Regions from separate parts of the Macaca mulatta genome. Here region 1 is linked to region 2. A link is a contact called in public Hi-C data. All regions are on one chromosome and are shown on one strand. Each heading gives the region's core, a stretch centred on a gene start, on an enhancer-like site or on the middle of the called end of the contact. The rest is flanking DNA. Distances are from core to core; before and after follow the strand shown. Region 1 holds the start of SDR39U1 (short chain dehydrogenase/reductase family 39U member 1). Region 2 holds the start of RIPK3 (receptor interacting serine/threonine kinase 3).

Evidence for each region. Hi-C and Micro-C count contacts between places; a contact is called where the count stands out from the background.
Region 1: a Hi-C map of CD4 T cells shows a contact between it and region 2, with 4 times the contacts expected there. The contact joins the promoter of SDR39U1 here to the promoter of RIPK3 in region 2. A contact is called at or near these places in 4 of 14 Hi-C or Micro-C datasets (CD4 T cells, blood, fetal cortex germinal zone and 1 more).

What each region holds. Positions count from the first base shown.
Region 1 is chr7:97,563,405-97,566,958 of T2T-MMU8v2.0, reverse strand. It overlaps SDR39U1 (short chain dehydrogenase/reductase family 39U member 1), which reads left to right and starts at 1,711. Exons shown (of 5, transcript XM_077940801.1): 1 at 1,711-1,749; 2 at 2,052-2,158; 3 at 2,244-2,326. The coding sequence starts at 2,245. It overlaps LOC144330198 (a long non-coding RNA gene), which reads right to left and starts at 1,551. Exons shown (of 3, transcript XR_013396156.1): 1 at 1,364-1,551; 2 at 1-946. It overlaps KHNYN (KH and NYN domain containing), which reads right to left. Exons shown (of 8, transcript XM_028851462.2): 8 at 3,150-3,554.
Region 2 is chr7:97,457,893-97,461,820 of T2T-MMU8v2.0, reverse strand. RIPK3 (receptor interacting serine/threonine kinase 3) reads left to right here and starts at 2,666. Exons shown (of 10, transcript XM_001114079.5): 1 at 2,666-2,904; 2 at 3,114-3,254; 3 at 3,389-3,698. The coding sequence starts at 2,885.

The DNA of each region.
Region 1 (3,554 bases), core at 462-2,961, 110 kb before region 2:
AGACTGCTGCTTATAAAACCATCAGATCTCATGGGAACACCCTCACTATCATGAAGACAGCATGGGGGAAACTGCCCCGGTGATCCAATCACCTCCCACCAGGTCTTTCCCTCAATAGCTGGGGATTACAATTAAAGATGAGATTTGGGTGAGATCACAAAGTCATATCAAGGATCTTGACCCCACTTGTTTAAACTTTCCACTGAAAGCTCTGCTCTTATCTGTAGCAGATCTGAGTACAACAGTTTTGTCACCCATCAAGTGGAAAGTTTGCTCCACTGTAATTTTTCAGGCAGAATTGTGTAAACTGAACCAATTGAGATGTTTCTTGTGTTGGCTATTGTTTCTGCTGTTCTCTTCAATTAGGGCACAAACAAGATGAATTTTTTTCCTCACAAAGTGATGTGGATACTCTGCCACTATCTATATCTTCAACATCATCTCCTCCCCATTTTGTTGAGATGGGGTCTCACTCTGTTGCCCAGGCTGGACCACAGTGGCTCAATCATAGCTCACTGCAACTTTGAACTACTGGGCTTAAGCAATCCTCCTGCCTCAGCCTCCCAAGACACTGGGACTACAGGTGTGCACCACCACACCTGGCTAATTTTTAAATTTTTAGTACAGATGAGGTCTTGCCATGTTACCCAGGCTGGTCTCAAACTCCTGGACTTGAGAGAGCCTCGTGCATAATCCTCCCAAAGTACTGGGATTACAGGCATGAGCCACCATGCTTGGACGTCTCCTCGTTTCTTAAAATGAGTTATGCATTTGTAGACTGCTGATTTATTTGGGGCATTGTCCTCATAAATTTTTCATAAAGCATCAATTTCATCGTTCTTCACCACAAATTCCGTGTTTGTTCTTGCTTCAATTTTCACAGAATTCAGATTGCTTTAATAGGGGCTCTTTTCAAACTGTCTTAGCCTTCTTAGTGCCTCAGATCCTGTTCAGACATGTTATATAACAAGTCAATACAAGTTTATTTTGGTGTAAAAAAATTTGGAAACCTATGTAGTTTTTAGCATAATACACATTTTCCATGAACTTTTCAAAGACTCCTCTTAGATAAACCTGAGAGAGATTCAGTATTTAAAATCAATAGGGTTTCGGATGTCCAAGAAGAGATTTGTAGTGAAAAGTTTTTATAGGGGTTAGGAGCTCAGATGAGAGATCCGAGTTGCATAGGAGATTTGGGATGTCTTCTGTTAAAGCCTGGTAACTGAATTCAAGGCATACATCCCCGGCGTAAAGTGTTATTTTAATATGAGGGGACCTTTGGAATGTTTAAATGCAGATAGAAAGGAGCCAGCGGAAAGAGAGAGAAGAAAAAACTGGCCGAGTGGAAAGAAATCCAGACTACCGGTGGAAGGGTTCTCTTGCATTACTGACCCGCCAACTTAATAGATATCCAGAATTCTGAGGTCTGGGTAGCTTCGGGTTTTAAGTGAAGGGTTTTGTTGGTTGAGTTTGGTTTGGCTGGTTTTCTACACTAAAACCTTCCCTCCTCCGCCTTTTCTGGGTCCATCGGTCTAATCCCTCCCACCTCGCTTGCTAGAGAAACACACAGCCTATATTTACAAGCTTTTCCGGGTCGCCGAGAAGGGCCACGCACAGGATTGCGACCTCGATTGGAACCCGCTTCCCGAAAGGGACATGCGCAGAGAGGTCCTGGTCGCGTTTGAAGTGAGGTAAACTCTAAAGTTACGCAGGCGCGTTAGGTCCTAGTCGCTATGCGTGTGCTTGTGGGTGAGGGACTGCAGAAAGGGAGAGTGCCGGGCGGGCTTAGTCGGAGATTGAGGGCTGGGAATCCGCTTCCGGGAGGGCACTGTCTAGTGCACTGGTAACCTGGCCTTGGCCGCCTAGCCCGAGAAGCCGAATCTCCCTAATCCCTGTGACCTGTGTCACCTCTGCATCGCGGGGAGGGGAAGAAGTGGGGAGCAGTCTGGTGTCAGATGGGCTGGCGCCGGAAGAGGGGGGCCACAGCGGGGACGAAAGGCGCCCCCACCCCGACTCCCCGGAAATATAAGCAATTTGTATTTTCCGATCAGGTGGCGGGACTGGCTTCATTGGGACAGCCCTAAGCCAGCTGCTGAATGCCAGAGGCCACGAAGTGACGTTGGTCTCCCGACAGCCCGGGCCCGGCCGGATCACGTGGGTAAGTCCATCCTCTGGAAGCGGGTGGGAGGGCAGAGTTGGGCGGTGCAGGGCGGGGCAGGGGCACTGTGTGCTTTCTCCAACAGGATGAGCTGGCTGCGTCTGGGCTGCCGAGCTGCGATGCCGCCGTCAACCTGGCCGGAGAGAACATCCTCAACCCTCTCCGAAGGTCAGCCTGGGCCCTAAAGCTGATACCCACTAGAGCACAGGGAGGAGAGTGTACCACTGATGAGAACCTGTGAGCTAAGGGTAATGGAACTCCTAGATTCTGAACTAAACCGATATCCCAGACTACTCATTCTGCTCCACTTCTCCACCCAGTCAGCCAATTGGCTTAAGTCCTCAGGTATAACTCAGGATGCCCAAAAAATGTATGCCCTTTCCCTCTACAGGAGACGTTGACTGTTTCTGTTAAGCCAAAATTAAGGGCTTTACTAGAAATGGGTATGAAATAGTTCCCAGGAAAAGATAGAGAGAGGGATATGTGCACCTATGTATTTAGTGGCTTTTTATTTCCCATGTTTCTCCTGCAGATGGAATGAAACCTTCCAAAAAGAGGTTCTCCGCAGCCGCCTAGAGACCACCCAATTGCTGGCTAAAGCCATCACCAAAGCCCCACAACCCCCCAAGGCCTGGGTCTTAGTCACAGGTGTAGGTATGCCCCCTAAATCACCAGCCCCTCATATTAGCCATGGGAAGGGGGTAACTCAGACCTCTGTAGCTGTGCACACACCCGAGCACTGGTTTTTTCCAGGTAAAATGACTTCCTAGGCCCTTGATCCATGCATGTTTCTCCTAACCTTTGTGTACTTTCACTAAGAAACTGAGACCCTGAAAAAGAGTGAGGAGTGGCATCACTCTTAGTGCCAGGGAAAAGTCCACCTATTCCAAAGTCCCTTACTTCTCACACCATAGTTCTTTAGGAACAGAGTTCATGGTCACCTCTGGGACCAAGTAATTGCAAACAATTATAATGCACACACCAGCCACTATTTGAAGTGTTTTATGCTTATTATCATTTATTCCTTACAACAACCCTATGAGGTAGGTACTATTATTCCCATTTTAAAGATGTGAAAATTCTATACAGAGAGGTTAAGTAACTTGCATCAAGTCACAGAGTTAAAAATGAGGGAGCTGATTAAAACTCAGGCAGCCTGGTACCCAAGTTCCTGTTCTTAACCACTACACTCTAGCAGCCTCTAAGTTTAGCCCTGCAACCAGAGTTCCTCCAGGGAAGGAACACTTCAGGTCCTGGAAAAGTTCAAGGGGAAAATATCCAAATGGCTCTGTCTCCAAATGGGGAGATCCTAAGGGCCAAAGGAGGTGAAGCCAAGGGAAGCCTCCAATACAGAGAGCCAGGCAGGACCAAGGACATCCAGGGCAAATGAGTGTGT
Region 2 (3,928 bases), core at 1,417-3,916:
TGGCACAACTATATTTGTGTATATTTGACTTTTTATATTTGCTCATTTATTTATTTAGAAACAGGGTCTTGCTCTGTTGCCCAGACTGGAGTGCAATGGTGCAATCATAACTTACCATAACCTCCAACTCCTGAGCTCAAGCTCTAACCCTAACCCTAACCCTAACCCTAACCCTAACCCTAACCCAGCTCAGCCTCCCAAGTAGCTAAGATTACCAGAACTGGCAACCTTTTATTTTAATTTTTATGTTGTAGAGATGGGGTCTCACTATGTTGCTCAAGCTGGTCTTGAACTCCTGTCCTCCAGTTATCCTCCCACCGTGGCCTCCCAAAGCACTGGAATTACAGGTGTCAGCCACTGTGCCCAGATGGATCCTTGTCTTTCATCAGTTATTGAAAATTGTCAGTCATTTTTTCCTTAAATATTGCCTTGCCCCATTTTTAATTTTTCACTTCTCTTCTCATGGGATTCCAATTTAACATGTTAGACCTACTCATTCTTTGTCTCTTAACTTTTCTATTTGCTCATCTTTGCTGCATTCTGGAGAATGTCTGCAGATTCATCTTTCAGTACACTAATTCGTTCTTCAGCTATATCTTCTGTTTAACCAAAATCTACAATTTCAATTTTAATGGTTACATACATTTTTTATTTCTTGATGTTTTATTTTTTGTAAATATATCTGGACATTGTTTATGATCTCTAATGCCTTGCTCTTTTATTTCTCTACTCTATTTTTTATTTCTTTAAACATTTTACAATAGCTTCTTTAGTTTCTTTATCTGATTATTCCAAACTCTGAGTTTCCAAATTCCAAGAATCAACCTGTGCCTAGGTCCACCCCCACACCCCCTTGCTGGAAGCTGAGGGTCCTGTTAGGCACTTACTCTAAGGTTCTTCTCCCTGCTCTTCCTTCTTTTAAAGGGGCTGTTTATTTTGAGTCAAAAAGTTGTATAGGCCCTGATACCACACCCAACTTTGTGCTTCACAGTAGTTTATCCCTGATTCTCAGGGTCTCATACCAATCTGAAGAAACCTGGTTATAACACCTTTCCAACTCCTTTTTGCCTGCTTCCTTCAAGTGGAGATACTGAGCCTGGGTTATTCTCTCCAAAAAGAATCACAAAGGGAGTGGCTACCCCTTTTGATGGTTCTCAGCTTCTGACTCTAGGCTTTTCTGAGGACCTGCTACACTTCTTGCCTTCTTGGATTCTGTGTGATACCACCATATCTCTATACTAAAGCCTACTTCAGACGGATTTCATGAACTGTGCAGGTGAGAGCCCTCAGTCCCTATAGGAACCCGATCTCCTCTTTCCTCCTACTGAGTATGGAGCTCCATCTAGGATGATCAGTGCCTTAAAAGAGGCTTAATATTTTTGGTTGTTCATTTATTCATTCAATTCAACAAATATTTATTGGGTATCTGCCATGTATTGGCTTTTAAAGAGACTACAGTTGAACAATTCCCTAAATAGCTCCAAAATAGCATGAGCTGACCCTACCAGAAGCCATGGTGTAGCTCTCCAGGAGTTGTTCTAGAAAAAACTGCTGATCACTTCTGCCTCAACCAGAAGAGCCCATGGACCACTGGACAAAATGGAAAGCAAGTACCAAGGTGAGCACCTTTTAGTGAAAGCCAACACACAACCCACAGGGTTGAGTATCCCTGTGAAGGACTGAGTGCCTAGGGCTGGCCCTATCGGGTTCCCACAACCTCCAGTCATGGTCAGACCTCCAAAAGGTAAAATATGGACACCTTTTTTCTGCCCTAAATCTTTAAGACTCTCCATGCTTCTGGGTTATCAAAAGCCTGTGTCCAGAGCATGTGCTTGTCAGGAACATTAATTAGGGTATTTGCATGCAAGAGTTGTCATGCAAAGGAGAGGGCAGGAAAGCTCTGAATTGTTTCCACTGCAGTGTACACCACAATGTCACCAACTTGCTGGATGGGCTGGTATATCTAGCCTTACCACAATGCCCTTGGAGTGGGTTTGGGGTCTGCCAGCTCAAGGAGCTCCTGTTCATAGGGCATGTAAGTCCCTATGAACATATAAGTCCCAAGGAATACAAATAGGGATCCTTCACTACATCGTTGGATGCTTCACAACTTTCCCAGCCTCCTGCAGGACCAGCTGAGTGGTCCTGCAACCTGTGTGAAAACAGGTGAAACCTATGTGAAAACAGCCCTGAAACCTATGATGTGAAAACAGGATAACTTGATGGTTCAGAGCCATTATTTCCATATGGGCTTAGGCAAGGTACTTAAACTCTCAGTGTCTCAGTTTCCTCATCTATAGAAAGGTAATAAAAGCAGTACCTATCCCCTTAGGGTTCGTGTGAGAATTAAATAAGCTAATCTATGTACCTGGTGCATGATAAGTTTTATATATGCATTGGCTATGATCTTAGGGCAGCTATGAGAGAGCTGAGCCCCAAAACCATAAAACCTGCCTAAGCACCATCTCCACTCATGGCCTGGCAGGTGGTGGAGCAGGAAATCCTGTGGGAAAAGAGAAGGCTTTGACTGTAGGAGTGGGTTGATTGTGGGTTCCTGGAAGGTGAGGACCCATTGCCACACCTAACCTGGCCGCTGCATGCGGCAGGCACTCAGGAAACGCTAGTCAGGGAGAAAGACACTAGCTTTCACTTTGCCCCCTGCCCCACCCCAGGGGCGGGACTGTAGAGGCGCCTGTAAGGGAAGTTGTTCAGTCAACTCAGAATACGGGTAGCAACCCGGAAAGTGGAGTCACCGTCCTGGTCTAGAGACTGATCCCTGCAGAGACAGATCCCTTCCCCTCTCTGCCAAAGACCGCAGCCCCAGAAGTCATTCCATCTCCTACTGCTCGCAATCTCCAGAGGCCCCCTCGCACCTTCCAGCCTGATGTCGTGCGTCAAGTTATGGTGAGTAGGGAGTGGCATGTCGATCGCAGCCTCCGACATTCACACCCAGAGCGCCCCACGGACTCGCTCAGAGAACGCCTTTGAGTCTGGAGACGGTGGGGGCCGGCGAGAGAGGCCGGGGATTGCAGTAAGAGCGCCGAGTCACAGGGGCGCGGGGAGCAGCGCTGGCGTAGGGCACTGCCGGCTAGTGGGCGACACCCCTGTCTCAGGCCCAGTGGTGCCTCCGCCTCCTTGGTGTCCATCGAGGAACTGGAAAACCAGGAGTTCGTCGGCAGAGGCGGGTTCGGCACAGTGTTCCGGGCGCGATATAGGAAGTGGGGCTACGATGTGGCGGTCAAGATTGTAAACTCGTGAGTGACCCCTGTTGCCCCCCCGGCCGCAATCTGGCCAAAAAGGTGGAGCCACTGTGCTCTGGGGCCTGAATGGGGAATGGAGGGATTTTTCCCACGACCCCGGGTGACTCCAGCTCTCTCCTGGAGTGTAGGAAGGCGATATCCAGGGAAGTCAAGGCCATGGCAAGTCTGGATAACGAATTCGTGCTGCGCCTAGAAGGGGTCATCGAGAAGGTGAACTGGGACCACGTGCCCAAGCCGGCTCTGGTGACTAAATTCATGGAGAACGGCTCCCTGTCCCGGCTGCTGCAGCCCGAGTGCCCTAGGCCCTGGCCGCTGCTTTGCCGCCTGCTGAAAGAAGTGGTGCTTGGGATGTTTTACCTGCACAACCAGAACCCGGTGCTCCTGCACCGGGACCTCAAGCCATCCAATGTCCTGCTGGACCCAGAGCTGCACGTCAAGGTCAGCTGCTCTACACCCCTCTCAGCCTCAGGACAAGGTCCCACCCCAGAGCAGCTCCAGCCAGGCCCACTGGACACCAGACCTCCAGAGCCCTGTCTATTGAATAGGCGTAGCCTCTCCCTCTGGACACAGGGCTGCCAGGGCACAAAGCCCAGCCAGGAGTTTTAGCTCCTGCCATACCAGGTGATAGAGGCCCCGACCCACACGAGTCATTTCCACCAGCTGCCCCA